2 separate regions of the Sus scrofa genome follow, and region 1 is linked to region 2. Evidence: chromatin contacts called from public targeted proximity ligation data. All regions are on one chromosome and are shown on one strand. The core of a region is the stretch at or near the end of the contact, and the rest is flanking DNA. Distances in the headings are between cores, read along the strand shown.

Region 1 (3,386 bases), core at 633-3,132, 200 kb before region 2:
CCACATCTTTTCTGCAGATAAGAACTCAGAAGATCAGATAAGTTAAATGACTTGCCCCAAAGCCCACAAGGAGTGAGTTCTTAAAGACTTCCTTTAAAAATGAGGTCAGTCTGATTCCGGAACTTGTAGTCTTAACCATTATGATAAATTACTTCCCAAATCAGAGAAAGAAAATGGACATAGTTTTTTGAAAAATTAGCCAGATCATGGCACTTCTCAATAAATACTTATCTCAGTAAAGAGTGAAAGTGGAGCAGTCCTTTTCCTGGGGCCTCAGGCGATCTTTGGTCCTCCCTTCCCTCCCACCATTCCCCTCTGTCTCATCTCTTACCCTCCTCCTCACTCACTCTGCTCCCACTCCACGGGCGTCTTGCTTTTCCCTTACCATGCTTGCAAGCTGCTCCCACTTCAAATCTTCTTCTACCTCAGGGCCTTTGCATTTGCTGTTCTCACTACTAGGAATACTTACTTCCCCACTACTTTGTACAAAATAGAAGCACTCTACCCTATCTATGGGATAGAGAGGGCTAATTTATTTTATTTTCTCCATAGCATGTTACTAAATGAAAGATTAGACATGTCTTTGCTCATTTGCTTTTGGCTCACAGCAATCTAAGTAAGCTTCAGAGGGTGGGGCTTTATTTTATTCATTTTTATATCTGTATGGAGAGTGGGTACTTGATAAATGAGTGGAAAAAAACAAGCCTTCACAATGTCAGAATACTCTCTGGTCCTTCTGTTTTGTTGATTCAGAAAATTATCATAAACTGGCAATTGTGGATTATTATTATTTGTAAATCAATAATTCTGTTTTTTACTCACTTAGGAGCTTATTAGAAGCTATACTCTTGTAGTAGAATCTTTTCAAATGCAAAGCCCAGAGCCAATCTAGAGTTTAACGTTGACTCTACTACTTACCTACGTGATGCCATGAAATTTACTCAACTCTCCTTATCTGTAAAATGGACAATAATAGGACTGACCCCTGAGGATTCTAATAAAGATTAAATTAAATAATACAGGCATTCTCGTCGTGGTGCAGCGGAAACGAATCAGACTAGGAACCATGAGGTTGCAAGTTTGATCCCTGGCCTTGCTCAGCGGGTTAAGGATCCAGCATTGCCGTGAGCTGTGGTGTAGGTCGTAGATGCGGCTCAGATCTGGTGTTGCTCTGGCTCTGATGTAGGCCAGTAGCTACAGCTCTTATTGGACCCCTAGCCTGGGAACTTCCCCATGCCACCAGTGCAGTCCTAAAAGGACAAAAGACAAAAAAAAAAAAAAAAAAAATTAAATAATACAGGTACATGGCTTGACTCATGCTAAATGTTCACTGACCTATTCGTTTCGATTGGCAGACTCTTTCTGCCTTACCTAACAGAAATCGTTAAGATGATTCTCGGTTGGGAATTTTCCCCCAAGGGACATTTGGCAACGTTGGAGGTGATTCTGGTTATTACAGCTGAGGATGCTCCTAGTATCTAGTAAGTAAGAAGCAGGGATGCTACTAAACATCTTACAGTGCAGAGGGGGTGCCCCTGCAACAAAGCATTATAGATCCCAAAACATCAAGAATGTCACTGAGGAGAAACCTTCATAGATAGAAAACATTTGTTTAATATACGACAAACTCCAACATTTCGAAAAAAGTAAGACATTTAAAGGAGGAATTTTTTTAAAATCTACCACCATTCCTTCTTTCATGCCTGTAAAATAAGCTTAGCGATGAAAATTCACATTCACATTGGCCAATTCTAGAAGCCTGGCCTGAAATCTCTTCTTATCTTTGCCTTTTATAATTCAAGGCCAAGCAGGTGCTGCCACCCACACCCCAGAATTCCCAGGCTATTTTTCTCTTGGTTATTTCAGTTCTGCATCAGACCACTAGAGGGTACAGAAACACCATCAATCATGCAGCATTTAGGTGTCAGACTCAGTTTTCAGTAATGTAAATCTTAATAGAATGCTAAATTATTTCTGGCCCCTAAAATAAAATACCTCTACAGATTTGCAGTTTAAAAGGCTGGATTGAAGCATGTCACCATAATTGTCATCACCCCCAAACCGTAAATGATGGTAGTAATTTAATTCAACGTCATATGTCAAATGGAAATCTAATAAATAATCACTGATGATATTATGAAAAGTATCAGACTATTATGATATTATTATGATAATATTTTATGACTATATTGGTAAAACTCTCTTTGGTGAAGGTTTGGTTATGCTTTAAGTTAAATCATATCAAATAGATATGTATGATTGTTCCTACCAAGAAGTAGGCAAAAATTAAGCAGAAATTGGAACCTAAATACAGACTTCAAGTTGGACTAAATAGCATTATTGTGCTGAAGCCCCAAATCGTTTTGATCATTGTCCCAACAATATTCCATTAGGACAAACTTGAATGACTGAAAAAATAGTATGACACCACTAAATATTTAGATGTATTTCAAGCTCACACACTCAGGTTTAGCATTGAGGCACTGGGGAAAAGATATAGAAAACTTTGGAAGGAAAAGATTAAAGAATTATTTTATTTTATTTATTTTTTATTGTTTTACTTTTTAGGGCCACACCCACAGCCTATGGAGGTTCCCAGGCTAGGTGTCCAATCAGAGCTGCTGGCCTTCACTGCAGCCACAGCAACATCAAATCTAGATCCAAGCTGTGTCTGTGACCTACACCACAGCTCACGGAAATGCCGGATCCTTAACCCGCTGAGCGAGGCCAGGGATCGAACCCTCAACATCACGGTTCCTAGCCAGATTTGTTTCCGCTGCCCCACAATGGGAACTCCTAGATTAAAGCATTATTTTAAAGGGCAGAGTATCCAGCAGTTTCTCCTTTCAAGTTAATATTAACAGAAATGTGGATACAAATATTGCACAGGTGATTCCTAAACATATTCTTATGACACTGAATGTTGTTCACAACTTTCTCTAAAGAGATTACAAAATTCTGTTTGAAAATAATTTTAATTTTCTTTAACTTACATACACATGCACACATACACACAGAGACATAAATAAAACTGCTGTGTAGTTTGACACAGAATTAAGAGCTAAAAGATGCTGTCATATCCAATAAATGAACATAGATGTAAATGATTCAGAAATGTTTAAGTATCAGGCCTTAGGAGACTGCACAGAATAGTGGTTAACTACATAGGTCTGATATCAGACTATCTGGGTTTGAAAGCTATCTCTACCAGTTAACAGTTGTTTTTTTAAATTGAGATATAGTTGGTGTACAATATTACATAAATTTCACATTTACAGCATTCACAATTTTAAAGGTTATATTCCATTTATAATGGTAAAGTATTGGCTATATTCTCTGTGCTGTAATATGTTCTTATTGTTTATTTATTTTATGCATAGCAGTTT
Region 2 (3,755 bases), core at 1,076-3,575:
ACTAAGAAAAATTTAGCCCTTTACGCAGAAATGGAAATTCCCTGTTTCCAGAGATTTACAGTCTAAATGGACAGAAATCATCTGGTATCATTTAGTGAGGACCAAGGCATCCCCCGGCTGTGTTAGGTAGAGAGGCTTAATTCAGGATTTCTCAGCTTTGACACCAATGACACTTTGGGCCAGAGAGTTCTTTTCTTGTGGGGTCATCCTGTCCATTGTGAACCATTTAGCCTTATGTTTGGCCTCTCCCCACTTCATGCCGATAGCAGACTCCCAGTTGTGATAACTGCGAATACCTCTAGGTATTGCCACATACCCCCCGGGGTAGGGAGGGTGGAACCACCTTCAGCAGAGAACCACTGCCCTGTGTACATTCGGAAGGCAGATAACATCAGGCTTTAGAGCCAGTCCTACAAGCAGCAAACACCAGCTCTGCCTCTGAGGAGCCATATGCCCTCCTTAACCCCTTCAAGCTTTAGTTTCTTCCTGAAAAATGTAAATGTAATAGGTGCCAGTAAAACCCATTCTCAGTCCTGGAGAGACTAAAGGGGAAAATGAACATGAAATGCTTAGCATAGCACCTGATATATATTACAAGTTTGTAATAGCTAATATTTATGACTATTAGTTACTACCATACATCAAGTATCGATTTTGCTGGAATTAAAATACCACTATTTGTAATCTAACATAAACCCGCATGCAATTGGATTTTTAAAGAGTTCCACACGAGTTGAGGCTCTTAGGGCTTCAAGGTGAACATCAAGAGCTACTGCTGTACAGCTGAAGAAAGCATGCAAAAGTATCAGGCATAGGATTAAAGAGGAAGAAAATTGTTCTAGTTGTAGAAGAGACTCTAATTGTCTCCTAGTACCTGTGGTCCCTTCTTCCCCAATGATAACAACAGCATCATATTTCCCAAACTCCCTCCTAAGTAGGAGGAGGCCGTGTAAATAAAAGCAAGCCTTGTAGGTACAACTGCTGAGCTGTGTCTTTAAAAGTCTGTTCCTTCTTATTCTTTAACCAACCTGCTGCTTAGAATATGCATGGCCACCGCAGACACACCAGTGAGACCAAGTCGTAAGAACCACACCCAAGAGATGATGAAGCAGAAAGCTGGCAGCAGCCTGGGTCCCACATATCTGTAGTGTGGCCCTGCCATTTCAACTCTGAACTGACTACATCTTGACTTTAAAGAGAGAAATGGATGAAGAAAACGTCTGTCTTACTGAAACCGCTATGATTTTGACTTGCTCTTAGTCACAGCCAAACAGATACAATGTTTAGCACTGGCTTAAAACTGTAATACCAAGCAGTCATCCAGCTAGGGTCCAAAATTACTATATGGCTCAATATTTAATAAAATTGCCTCTTAGGATGCCCAGCTCACCCAAAGTGTAGCCCTTGGCCACATGGCTGAAAATTCAAGATATTGTCCTTGCTCCTTTTAGTAAAGAAGTTTGAGCAAAATTAGCTCCAACTCAAACTAGCCAGTTGCAGAAATGGGAGTAAATATAGTTAAATCTGGGGTCGTTTAAGAATTAAAAAGTGAATTGTTTCTGTATCTTAACCAAATCCTTTTTAAAAAGGAATTTTAGACATCGCAGGAAGTAAGTTTGTTTTCAGCCTCCGTCATGTGAGAGTTTTCTGACAGTGGAAACCAGCCTGGCAGCAAAGATCAGATCCAAGGCCTTGCCTTCCTATCAAGCCTCATTTTCTAGATGACCCTGCGGGGAGGGTCATAGGCTGAACCGTGCTCCCCCAAATTTACATGTCGAAGTTCTATTCCCCAGTATGTCAGAATGTGACTAAATTCAGAGATAGGACTAAATTTTAGGAACTAATTAGGTTAAAATAAAGTCTTTGGGATGGGTGCCACTTCAGTAATGCTAGTGTCCTTAGAAGAAGATTAGGCTGTGCGCACACATGCGGAAGACCACGTCAAGACACAGGAAAGAGACCTTGGGCTAGAAGACGAGGAGAGAGGCCCCAGAGGAAATCAACCTGCTGACACCTTGGTCGTGGACTCCCCGCCTCCAGAATGGTGAGGAAATAAACTTCCGTTGTTTAAGCCACCCTCTCTGTGATGCTTCCTGCGGCAGCCCCGGCAAACTCATACAGGCAGGCAGAGCGGTAAGCAGCACACAGGGGTCCGTAAGTAGAAGACAGGATTTAGTTTTTCAAACCATGAGCACATGAATTCTTCAGCTCTGCTTACTCAATGGGGTACTAAGCAGAAACAAATAGACCAGACAGTCACTCGTTTGGCAAGGAAATTGTATTGCCAAAGAAACCACAAGCCTGGCCTGACAAACCTTGTGATCATTCAAGCCCTAAAGCAACCTCTGGAACCCAAACCCTCCACCAGCAGGAAGGAGTCTGAGACAGAGGCCACAGTATCCAGAGCTGGCCTCAGATGTGGTCTGGGAGGATAATGGCAAAAGAGGTCTCCTCCCAGAAAGTCAGAACCAAGAGGCACCGGAGGCCCTCAGCAGGAGACTTACTCCTTCTCAGTGCTTCTTCACTCTGGTCCAGCAGGATTTGGCAACTGCTACAGCCTAATGACTGAGAAGTGTGTGCCTTCTCTCCTTTTCAAAGAGGAGTTTTTACTGTAATTATGATGTTCCTTCTGCTGATGAGATGGGACAGGGAACGTATGGACCTAAAAGAAACTTTCTTCTGACCATAGAAGGGATCAAGCATCACCCAGAGATCCTGAACCATGAGCTTACTGCAATAACGGGACAGGATTTTGAGTTGACTCCTTTGAGAGCGGGGTGAGTGTCCTCTACCTGCGAAACAGAGATCCACAGAGCTGTTTACGTTTCCACCTGGACAGATCATGGTAGAGCGTGTCGGGTGCCTCTACATTTATTTTCCACTTCTTCCTCATTATTAGACATCCACAATGGTATCTGGGTCCACGACTGCTCAAACATTTCTCAGCTTCCCCTACAACTAAGTGCGACTATGTGATAAAGTTCTGACCATGGGAAGTAAGCAGACATGATGTATGTAACTTCTGAGGTGTGTCCTTAAAAGTAGGAAGCCTCCCCCTTCATAGTTTTTTGTCCTGTTTCATGGACTTGAACGTAAGGTCGGTGCTTCATCCACGAGGACGAGAGTCACATACTCAGTTCACCATGTGTGGTGAGGTGGATAGTTGGAAGCAACCTGGGTCCCAGATGACTGACAAGCCATACTTTTGACCTCTGTGGCTATAGTTTTTATATCAAATAGACACACACACACAGTGAAGTTTTGAAGTTAGACGTGATATATATATATATTACTAAAACCAGTGATATTTTGGCATCCCTATTATTCCCAATAGAACCCATAACTCAGCTAATAGACTGATCTTATGTTTCCTTTTGTCTGTGGGCCTGAAAAAATAACAACAGAATAAGAACTAAAGCAGAAAACTATCACATGATTCTTAATTCTACTTCCCCTGACCCCTTGAGGAAATGTGTCATTCATACTCTGCCTCTGTGTATCGCAAATGAGTCTGAGAAAAGCCAAAGAGACAGAGTAGGAAGCTGAATCAAAAATGGGAGAGATGTGACCAAGGCGGGGTGAATGGTTGAGAAGCAGACCGCGGTGACTCGCCTCCCTGCACGCTGTCCTCACAGTGAGTCCAAAGAAAGGATGCTTGAGAAGGACGGAAAAGAAATTCAGAGATGCACATCCTGAAATGGGCTGTGCCGATTTTCCCGACCCTCCAGGTCCATCCGCGTCCACCGATGATTTCA

The links.
Region 1: a targeted proximity ligation map of alveolar macrophages shows a contact between it and region 2, with 9 times the contacts expected there. A contact is called at or near these places in 6 of 47 Hi-C or Micro-C datasets (adipocytes, embryonic fibroblasts, heart right ventricle and 2 more) and 1 of 2 datasets of targeted methods (alveolar macrophages).

What each region holds. Positions count from the first base shown.
Region 1 is chr5:93,580,282-93,583,667 of Sscrofa11.1, reverse strand. No RefSeq gene overlaps it. Among named protein-coding and RNA genes, the nearest start is that of DUSP6, 280 kb to the right of the region's middle.
Region 2 is chr5:93,383,536-93,387,290 of Sscrofa11.1, reverse strand. LOC110260804 (a long non-coding RNA gene) reads left to right here. Exons shown (of 3, transcript XR_002344275.1): 1 at 1-3,755. Among named protein-coding and RNA genes, the nearest start is that of DUSP6, 82 kb to the right of the region's middle.